Regions from separate parts of the Mus musculus genome. Here region 1 is linked to region 2. The links are chromatin contacts, called in public promoter capture Hi-C maps. All regions are on one chromosome and are shown on one strand. The core of a region is the stretch at or near the end of the contact, and the rest is flanking DNA. Distances in the headings are between cores, read along the strand shown.

Region 1 (4,326 bases), core at 1,677-4,176, 2.6 Mb after region 2:
TAATCTGCAATACTGGCTTTTTGAATAAGGGCAACTGAATATGTAAATAAAAACCTGTCCATACAGGGTTGGCAAACTGAAGTTCTTGGGATTTCCCCTCTCCGTTATCTTCTGATAAGCAGAAAGCTTTGTGGGGTTGGAGCTGGGGAGTCGTTATTCTATTTTTGAACATTGGGAATTGCTATCCACCTCAATTACCTCACTGCCAGAGGTATCTCTCAACTTACTTATAATTCATTAAAATTATGAGCATTTAACTCACCGACATATCCTCTATCGGGGGCATCTACTGGTGGTGCTGCAAATTCCTACAAAAGCAAACAATGTATTCCAGTGAGAAAAGCCACGCAACACGATGACATTCTAGTCATCCACAGAGGCCGTGCCAGAGACCATTTCAGCCAATTAACCCATGTTAAGGATGCTGGCACTGCCTTCCTAGTGACTCCCAGGGAGGTTAAAGGGCAGTGTAATCAAACTGTGCTGCTCATCCATGAGGACCAGTGGGATTATGCCCACCCTATGACTTGTTCAGCAGCCAAATCTGAATTTAATCCCCAAGCGACACTGACATGACCAGGCTGGGGAGCCAGTAGTGGCTAGAAGCGAGGTATATAGCAATAAGAGCCCAGTGCAGCTATAGATCCACACAAGAGACTGCAAGAGCTGGGGAAAGTTACTTATCTCTCAAGTTCCTCTGCTGACACAGGGACAGATAAACAGTACCTGCCTACTCCTGAGGGCCCAAGTGAGACAGTGCCACTAAGTCCCAGGTATAATCCTGGCAAGCAGTATGTGGTCTGACAGTTATTACTTCAGCTTGACCACAGACCTAAACGAGGAAAGCTGCTCAGTGAAACGTGAGAAAGCACAGGTTCTGTCAGTAGACTCTGCCTACCTTCTACTTACAGAGATTGGTAACAGTAGAGCATCTAAAAAGCTCAGCAGACAGTTACTATTCCTACGACGAACAAAAGCTATCGATGGCTAAAGGTGTCACTGTAACAGTCGATTTCAAAACCGATATTGCTGAAACCCTAACGTGTGACGTGCTGAGGACTCACCTTGTAAAGCGTTAATGATGCTCACATGTAAAAAACAAAAAAACAAAAACCAACCTTGGGGAATATCATTCCAAATACCAGCCCCTGATCAAGTACAACCTCATAAGCATGCAGTTAACTTGGAATTCAGACATTACAGGCATACAGGAAACCTACTGCTTTAACGCCACAAATGACCGTGGTATTCCCCAGCTTCACGAGAGCAGAGCCATCCGCTGTACTGATTGAACCTGGAAAGGTAAACTTGGTATTCATAAAAAATTTTAAAAAGAAAAAAAAAAAGAAAATAACCACAAAGTTTCCTACAAAGTAGTTTAAATCTTTTTGTTTGCCTCTGAAACTCCCCCCACCCCCACCCACCCACCCCCTGAAACTTTTGACCGGTTCAGGTCAGTGACTTGAAAATGATATTACTACTTAACGTTTTTTCATCTTTTTCTTCGGTCTCCCAATTTGAACTAAAGTTTAGATCAACTACAAGGTTGGTGTGATGATAAAAATCTCTTAACATCACCCGATTGCGTTAGACATAGTAGAGCTGGCTGAAAAACTACGTGACACCAAGGATGTCCCACCCAACTAAAAGGAAGTTTATCTTCACCTATGTTGACAGTTGTGGCTCTGAATTCACCAAGTTCTCTTCCATCAGGACGGCAGTTTTCCTTCTAAATGTTTATAAGGAAACGGGTCATAGATGTATTTCGGGTACGCAGCATTAAGCCTCATTCATTTAAATGAACCGAAGCTTGGTGTTTTTACCCACAGCTCTAACGTACAAAACCACCTTCACTCACCAGAAATCTCCTGTAATACTCCAGCGGCTCCACAGTTCTGAAACAATGTTTAAAACGTGTCTCAGTCAGTGCGTCCTAAAGCAGAAACCCAGAACTTGAGAGTGTGGTGTCTGAGGCGTGATCTCGACAGGCTCAGGCGTTTGAAACTGTGTGGCCCGTATTTATAAAAGCCACACAGCAGCAACCGGTTTCCAGCGGTGACCTTAACTGTGCCATAGTCAGGAGGAACAGAGGCCCTTGGCACACCCAGAAGAGGGTCAACCTGGGTGTCAGTCACATCACTCGTGCTCTGAAGCAGGGACCTTAGCGTGACTTCGCGCCGTTATAAACCACACTCGCCAGCATCCACAACTTTACCACGGAAGAGTGTATTGTACATACGTTTGGCCTCCTCGCCGACCCGCGGCCACAAGTGACTGCAGGTAGGTACGGTGCACGCACCGCAGACGCGAGTTTGCAGGCTGCACGCGTGGGCGGCTCCGGGTTTAACCAGAGCGCGCCCAACGCTTTCCCAGTCCCTTCCGAGGGCGGCCCTGCGTGGAGAGCGGCGTGGCCCTCGGCTAAGAGGTCCGGGCCGTCCTGGATGCAGTGTCCCTCAGCGCCTCGAGTGGGCAGAGCCCTCCCGCGGCCCCGCGAGTCCTCGGGGGGGCCCCCACCCGCCGCCGCGCGCCACACCCGCACCCGGGCCCTCTTTGCGCGCGCCGCCACTCACTTGAACCCAGCCGCCATTTTTCCGGCCCGCTCTGCGCCTGCGCAGCCCTCCGCGCCTGCGCCCTCCGGTCGCCAGGCGTGCCTCCAGCCCAGGGCACTCGGAGGGATCCTGGGTTAGGGAAGTGCAGCTACCGTGTTCCTGCGCCCGAGGCATTAACGCCAGCTCCGGCCACCCCGAGCGTCCCGCTAGTCGCCAATCTCGCGGGGTCCCACGGGCCCGCGCGCTTGTGCACGAACACACTCCCACACACACGCAGGCGCACGAGATGAAAAGGGGGTGACCCTAAAACCCTCCACGGCGCCGGGCATCCTTAGATGGCTGCTCTGCACGGCGCGAGGGGTGAAGCCAGTGCACAGGTCCAGGGCTTTGACTTGCCGCACTCGGTGACCGGCCTGCAGTCCTCGGCGGAGCCGCGCGGGGGCGCTGCGGGGAGGCCTCGGCTTTCCTGCCGTGGCGGGGCACGGCCAGGCGGGGGCGCTGCGGGCGGCGGGCGAGGGCTAGGCCGGCCTCTCCTGCGGGGCCGGCTGGGGCGGGGCGCGGCGCCGCACCGCGCTTCCGCAAGTGTGGAGCTGCGGGATGGCTACGCTGCTACTGCAGCTGCTGGGGCTCGGCGTGGCGCTGGCGGCTGCCGCGCTCATTCTGGTGAGACCGTGGTGGAGTCCGGTGCTCCGGGTGTCCCTTCCGCGCTTCCCTCGCGTGCTTGGCTCCCTTGGCCTCAGATTCCCTGAAATCCTTTGAACCTTTGTTCCCCTTTGGAACCCTATTTGAGTGCCCAGAGCCTCCGCCCAGCTTTTCGGGGCTCCTGCTTCTGAACCCCCGCCTGTCACCCCTCCACGCCACTCCCCAGTCTTCTTCCTGGGGCTCCCATATGCACTGCAGCTGGAAAGAGCGGCCGATCCATAAGGCTAGGGACGATGGGTCAGCAAAAGATAGGCCCAGACGGCGTTCTATTCATTTTGGCCAGGGGTCTTTTTGTTTTGTTTTGGGTTTTTTTGCTTGAGAATCAGGCACCTTAGCGTTTTCTTTGCCATTCCTGTAGAAACGTGGCAGACCCCTTCTGATTATGTAGAAGAGGACATATTTGCCAACTAAACTCTGCCACATAGTTTGAAAAGGAGCCTGTAACTCATTCAGAAAGCAGATTCTGAAAAGCTTGCCTGTATTGAGACAGGTGGCCAGAAAGGCCTCTGCCACCTAGCCAATGTACATGTGCACATGCACAGTCTTGGAGTGGTGTAGCCAGATGACTGTCGCTGTGTGTCCGGTGAAGCCAGGCGCCCTCTCTCACTAAAATGCCTTCTTTAAAGGCTTGGAACAAATCTGAACTTTGTTGGCCACGTTCCGGGTTGTGGCCACTTTACTTTGAATCCTTTATACAGACTTAGCTGACTGTGTGTGCACGATGAGGCTGTGTGGACTGTACTAGATCCCACTGGCTTGAACGAGTAGAGGTACCCTTTATTTTACTGCAAGCATGTTGCACTTGGTGTGCAGTGCGTTGCATCTTGAAGCCTACTTTCCATCTGCCTGTTGGCATTCTTTCTCTCCGCCCACTTTTTTTTTTTTTTTTTTTTTTTTTTTTTGAGACAGGGTTTCTCTGTATAACTCTGGCTATCCTGGAACTCACTTTGTAGACCAGGCTGGCCTCGAACTCAGAAATCCGCCTGCCTCCCGAGTGCTGGGATTAAAGGCGTGCGCCACCATGCTCGGCCTCCGCCCACTTTTGAAAATAAATTTAAAACAATTCCAAATAACA
Region 2 (4,264 bases), core at 1,154-3,653:
GGGAGGGAGTGCACACACCTTTCCCAAGCTTCCGGCCTCCCCCCTCCTCCTCTCCCAGAGAAGAAAGCTAGAGAACCCTAGAGAGGAGATAAGAGAAAGGATTCCACCCTCGGGGTTAGGGGTGGGATCGGCCCCTTCCTCCTCCTAGCACTTAAGCCATTGGCTGCGCATCCTCCCGCGAACCCACCCACCCGGCCATTTAAGCCTTTCTCCTCCCTGCTTTCCTCCACTCCTCCGGGCTCGTTACCCGTCGCCGGAAAGTTGGTGAAGTGCGAGGTGGGGGCAAGTTGGAGAAGAGGATAGGGAGCAAGCCTAAGCCTTAAGGCAGGGTCAGAGCACAGCTCTGGCTCCCCTGCGCCCCCGCCTCCTTCTCGACCCCCTCGCAGCTGCCCCACCTGCCCTGCCACAGCCGCGGGTCTAGAGCGACGAGCGCAGCGCTCGCGCGCCCGGCATCCGCGCGCGCCCCCACGAGTACGCGCGCGCAGCCACCCTCACTCGCTTCTCACCCACTTCAAAGTTCATTCACAAAACTCTCAGACTTTCCCAAGCCCAAAGGAGAGGAAGTCAGGGACTCTTCCTTCCCCTCCTAAGGGTTCAGGGCCTGGCGCCCACTCAGAATGTGCGACAGCATCAATTTCTCCCTGCACCCGGCGGATGTGATGAGAGGGGTGGGCGAAAGGGGACCTATCTGGGGAGGCGCGGTGGTACAGAGAAAGGTGAAGGCGGGGCGCGGAGAGGAGCAGCGTGGTTTCTACTCCTGGGTTCACTCTGGTTCGCATCGATTTCTAAGACAAGGAGGGGGAAACTTTTCCTGCACCTCACTCTGGCACTAAAGCTCCCTCCTCCCCTTGGAGTCGTGACTGGCTTCTCTCCCTCTCATCCCTTCCTCCCCAAATCTGACAACCCTGACAGATTAACAGGTAGCGGCGGCGGCGAAAGCGTTTACCCTGAGAAAAGTTGACGTTAACCCTTCGTCTCCATCCCACCTCATCCCTCGGTGCAAATCAGACCCTCACAGCCCCCAAGCCAGGAACTCCACGCCCCCGACCCCAACGCGCACCCCAGTGAGCCCTCACCATGATCAGCGTATGGTTCCTCTGCTCGGCTGAGGCAGCCTCCGCATCTTGCTGGGTTTTACTCGGGTGCTGCTGCTTGCCGCTGCCGGCGCCCGATTTCTTGGCTCTCTGCTCCAGGGTCCTCTGATAGAGGCTCACGGTGTCCCGGCGCTCCAGCTCCAGCTGCTCCACCTGAGCCTGCTGATACCTGTTCTCGCAGTTGACGTGGTGCCGCCGGCAGCCCTCGATGCGCTGGCGGAGCCGCTCGACTACCGTGCTGTGCTTGGGGACGGCCGCCGAGCTGCCGCCGGGGCCCCCGGAGCCGCCGCAGCCGCCGGCAGCGGGGTGATTGCCACTCGGAGCAACCGGAGTGCTATTGGGAGTATTCACGCCGATCCCGGCCCCGCCGAGGCTGCTGCTCAGGCTGCTGTTGATGCAGATACTACTACCATTCGCGGCGGCAGCGGGGGCTGCGAAATCCCCCATCCTGCTCCCGGGGCACACTATTTTGGAAGAACTTTTTTTTTTAATCCACCCCCTATCAGCCTTCTCCTTGGGTCCAAGGATTAAAATAGTTTAAGTGGAACGCGGGGGAGACGCAAGCACATGGATGAAAAAACAGCGATCCCCACGGGGTGAAAAAAGGGGGAAGAGATTTTGGGGTGTTTTTTTTCCTTAAAAAAACTGTAAAGATCGAGGGGAGAAAAAAAGGGGGTGTTATCAGAATACCATCAGACACCTATCAACAAATAGAATCCCAACAAACTGAGCCGGCAGCAGATCGGCTTGCAACTCAAGGGGAGATCCGCTCCTCGCCTGCCTCCTTTTAATAATCCATTATTTTCTAATAAATTCCAGGAGGTTTCCGGTGGTTGGCAAGCATTTTCTCCCTACGTACCGAAAAACACACCCCATGTACACACACGAGCGTGTGCCTCCAGTGCGGACACGCGCGACACACACTCACTCCACGCCGCATCGGAAAACGGCGAGCTTGCTTATTGCATTTTCCTTCCACAAAAAAGTTTTGGTGTTTATGCCGCCCCGTGTTCTCAAAGTACTTTGGCTGCTCAGTTGCATTTCACAGGAGCCTAGACATCGAGTCCTCGGGCTGGGCAAGTAAACACATGGACAGTCCGAGGCGACTGCAAAAGTAGATCGCTGGAGTCCTTTGCGAAACGCCGCGCGGAGAGCAGCCACTAATGCTCGGCCAGGCTGCCGCTGCCGCCGCCGCCTCCGCCACCATCACAATGATCAACTGCTCGCCGCCGCCGCCGCCTCCTCCTCCTCCTCGCGCTCCTCCACCTCCTCCTCCTCCTCCATGCCAGCGGAGTGATATCAGGACGCGCGAGCTCAGTAAACACGGCAGCGGCGGCGGCTGGAGGCCGTGAGACAAGCCCGGGGACCCGGTGCAAAACCCGGCCCGGACTCTCCCCTGGCGGGAGCGGGCGCGGCGCGCACCGACCTGACTCCCGCCTCCCTTGCCCCCCCACCCCCTCCCCTTCCCCAATCCAGCTGCTCCCCAGGCTGGGAAGCCCCGACCTGCCAGGAAGAGGGGGGAAAACAAAGATTGGGGGGAATCTTAGGAGTGGATCACCTTTTGACCCGTGTGTGTGTGTGTGTGTGTGTGTGTGTGTGTGTGTGTGTGTGTGTGTGTGTGTGTGTGTAAGTGAGCGCGCGGCGCGCGTGTATGTGTGTGTGCGCGCGCGCGAGTGCGCGGGGACGCGCCAGGCTGGCTGTGTTTCCTTCTGCCCAGCGAGGTATCCAGCGAGCCCAAGTTGTTGTTATACATTTATGCATTATATTGCAGAAATGTGCATGACCAGGCAGAAACAGTGCAGCTTCCCAGCAGCTGTCATCCCCACCCATGTGAAATGAAATAGGCAAACGAGTGGCTTGTTTTCAAGGCCCAGAGAAGACCCTGCTAGTGAACTCTTGCTCAAACTCTAGGACCCTCTTTAACTCAAATAATTTTTTTTCCTTACGTTTATTTGTTTATTGGGAAGAAGTGCCTAGTGCCACACCCCACGCACGCTTAGAAGTCAGAAGACAGCTTTGTGGAGTCCTCTAAGGTGGGTACTTGAGTTTGAACCAAGGTTGTCAAGATCTGGGGCAGTCAGTCACCTTTACCTCCTGGAAATTTCATCAAAGTACCCATTCCTCAATGAACAGAACTAAGCAGTCAAAACAAAACAAAACCTTGGGATATTATTTATTTCTCTGTACATAACGACTGTGGTTATTATGACGATTATTGTTTTATTTATCCTTGAAAAAAAATAAAACCAAGCAAGCAGGGACTTGGAGGTGAGACTAACAGTACATTTAAACAGACTGTTTTGAACACTAGGTGCTAATGACGGCAGCAATTAAGGGTCCTGCCTAAATCAAGTGGAAAGATTGCAGATTTCATGCTTTAGAACTATAGAAAGAAAGAAAGAAAAAAAAAACACAGCATTTCACAGTTTGTTGTGACCAAAACAAAAACAAGCCAAAAAGTGTGTGGGGGGCAGGCTTAGCTTACCACTAGATATATTTTTTTATTTCAATGGATTCACATTCACAATAGCACGATTGAAATGGAGTAGCTGCAGAGAAGTAATCTCAGGTTTTGTTAATTATTATCACACATTATCTACCCAGACACTGAGTAGAACATCTGACAAGAAAGTTCAAACACCCTTGGCTCAGTCTTACACCATTGCCCAGAGACGTCTGCAAAAATGAAAAGGCAGAAATTGCTAGCACTTCTGGGGTCCCTGGGCTACAGACCTCGATGGTGGGGTGTTCATGAAACGGCTTTTTGAATGGATTTGGGGGGGGGAGGGGGTAAAAACACAGCCCTGTTTTCTAAAGTACCCAGGAATAAAAGAAGGCTGGGCCTTGTTTTTTGTATGACAAAACTTTTCCCGGGGAGGTGCGATACACACACCTACTCATTCCAGACAGAGAACCCACCACAGACCAGAGAACAGATGCCATCAAAGGTCCAACTTAAAGAACCAATGAGTTTCATTGGTGTTACTTACAGGAATATGGGTGAGGGGTTCCTTACTGGAGCAGAAATTACTCAAAGACAGCTGCCTCACCACAGCCCACCACAGCCTGGGGACAGCTCACAAGAGCTGGAAACCCGGAGCACACTGCACAGCCTACAGGCAACTCAACAGGCTGGACTGGGTCCTTTCCTGGAGGTGCCTCAGTTGACC

Evidence for each region. Capture Hi-C pulls out chosen DNA fragments and counts their contacts.
Region 1: a contact with region 2 is called in a promoter capture Hi-C map of liver, with 4 times the contacts expected there. The contact joins the promoter of Exosc8 here to the promoter of Maml3 in region 2. A contact is called at or near these places in 2 of 39 promoter capture datasets (liver and pre-B cells) and 2 of 9 other capture datasets (adipose tissue and liver).

Annotation. Positions count from the first base shown.
Region 1 is chr3:54,732,438-54,736,763 of GRCm38.p6, forward strand. It overlaps Exosc8 (exosome component 8), which reads right to left and starts at 2,927. Exons shown (of 11, transcript NM_027148.3): 1 at 2,571-2,927; 2 at 1,859-1,895; 3 at 1,666-1,729; 4 at 1,221-1,294; 5 at 263-308. The coding sequence starts at 2,587. Alg5 (asparagine-linked glycosylation 5 (dolichyl-phosphate beta-glucosyltransferase)) reads left to right here and starts at 3,102. Exons shown (of 10, transcript NM_025442.3): 1 at 3,102-3,212. The coding sequence starts at 3,147.
Region 2 is chr3:52,102,603-52,106,866 of GRCm38.p6, forward strand. It overlaps Maml3 (mastermind like transcriptional coactivator 3), which reads right to left and starts at 2,404. Exons shown (of 5, transcript NM_001004176.2): 1 at 1,077-2,404. The coding sequence starts at 1,541.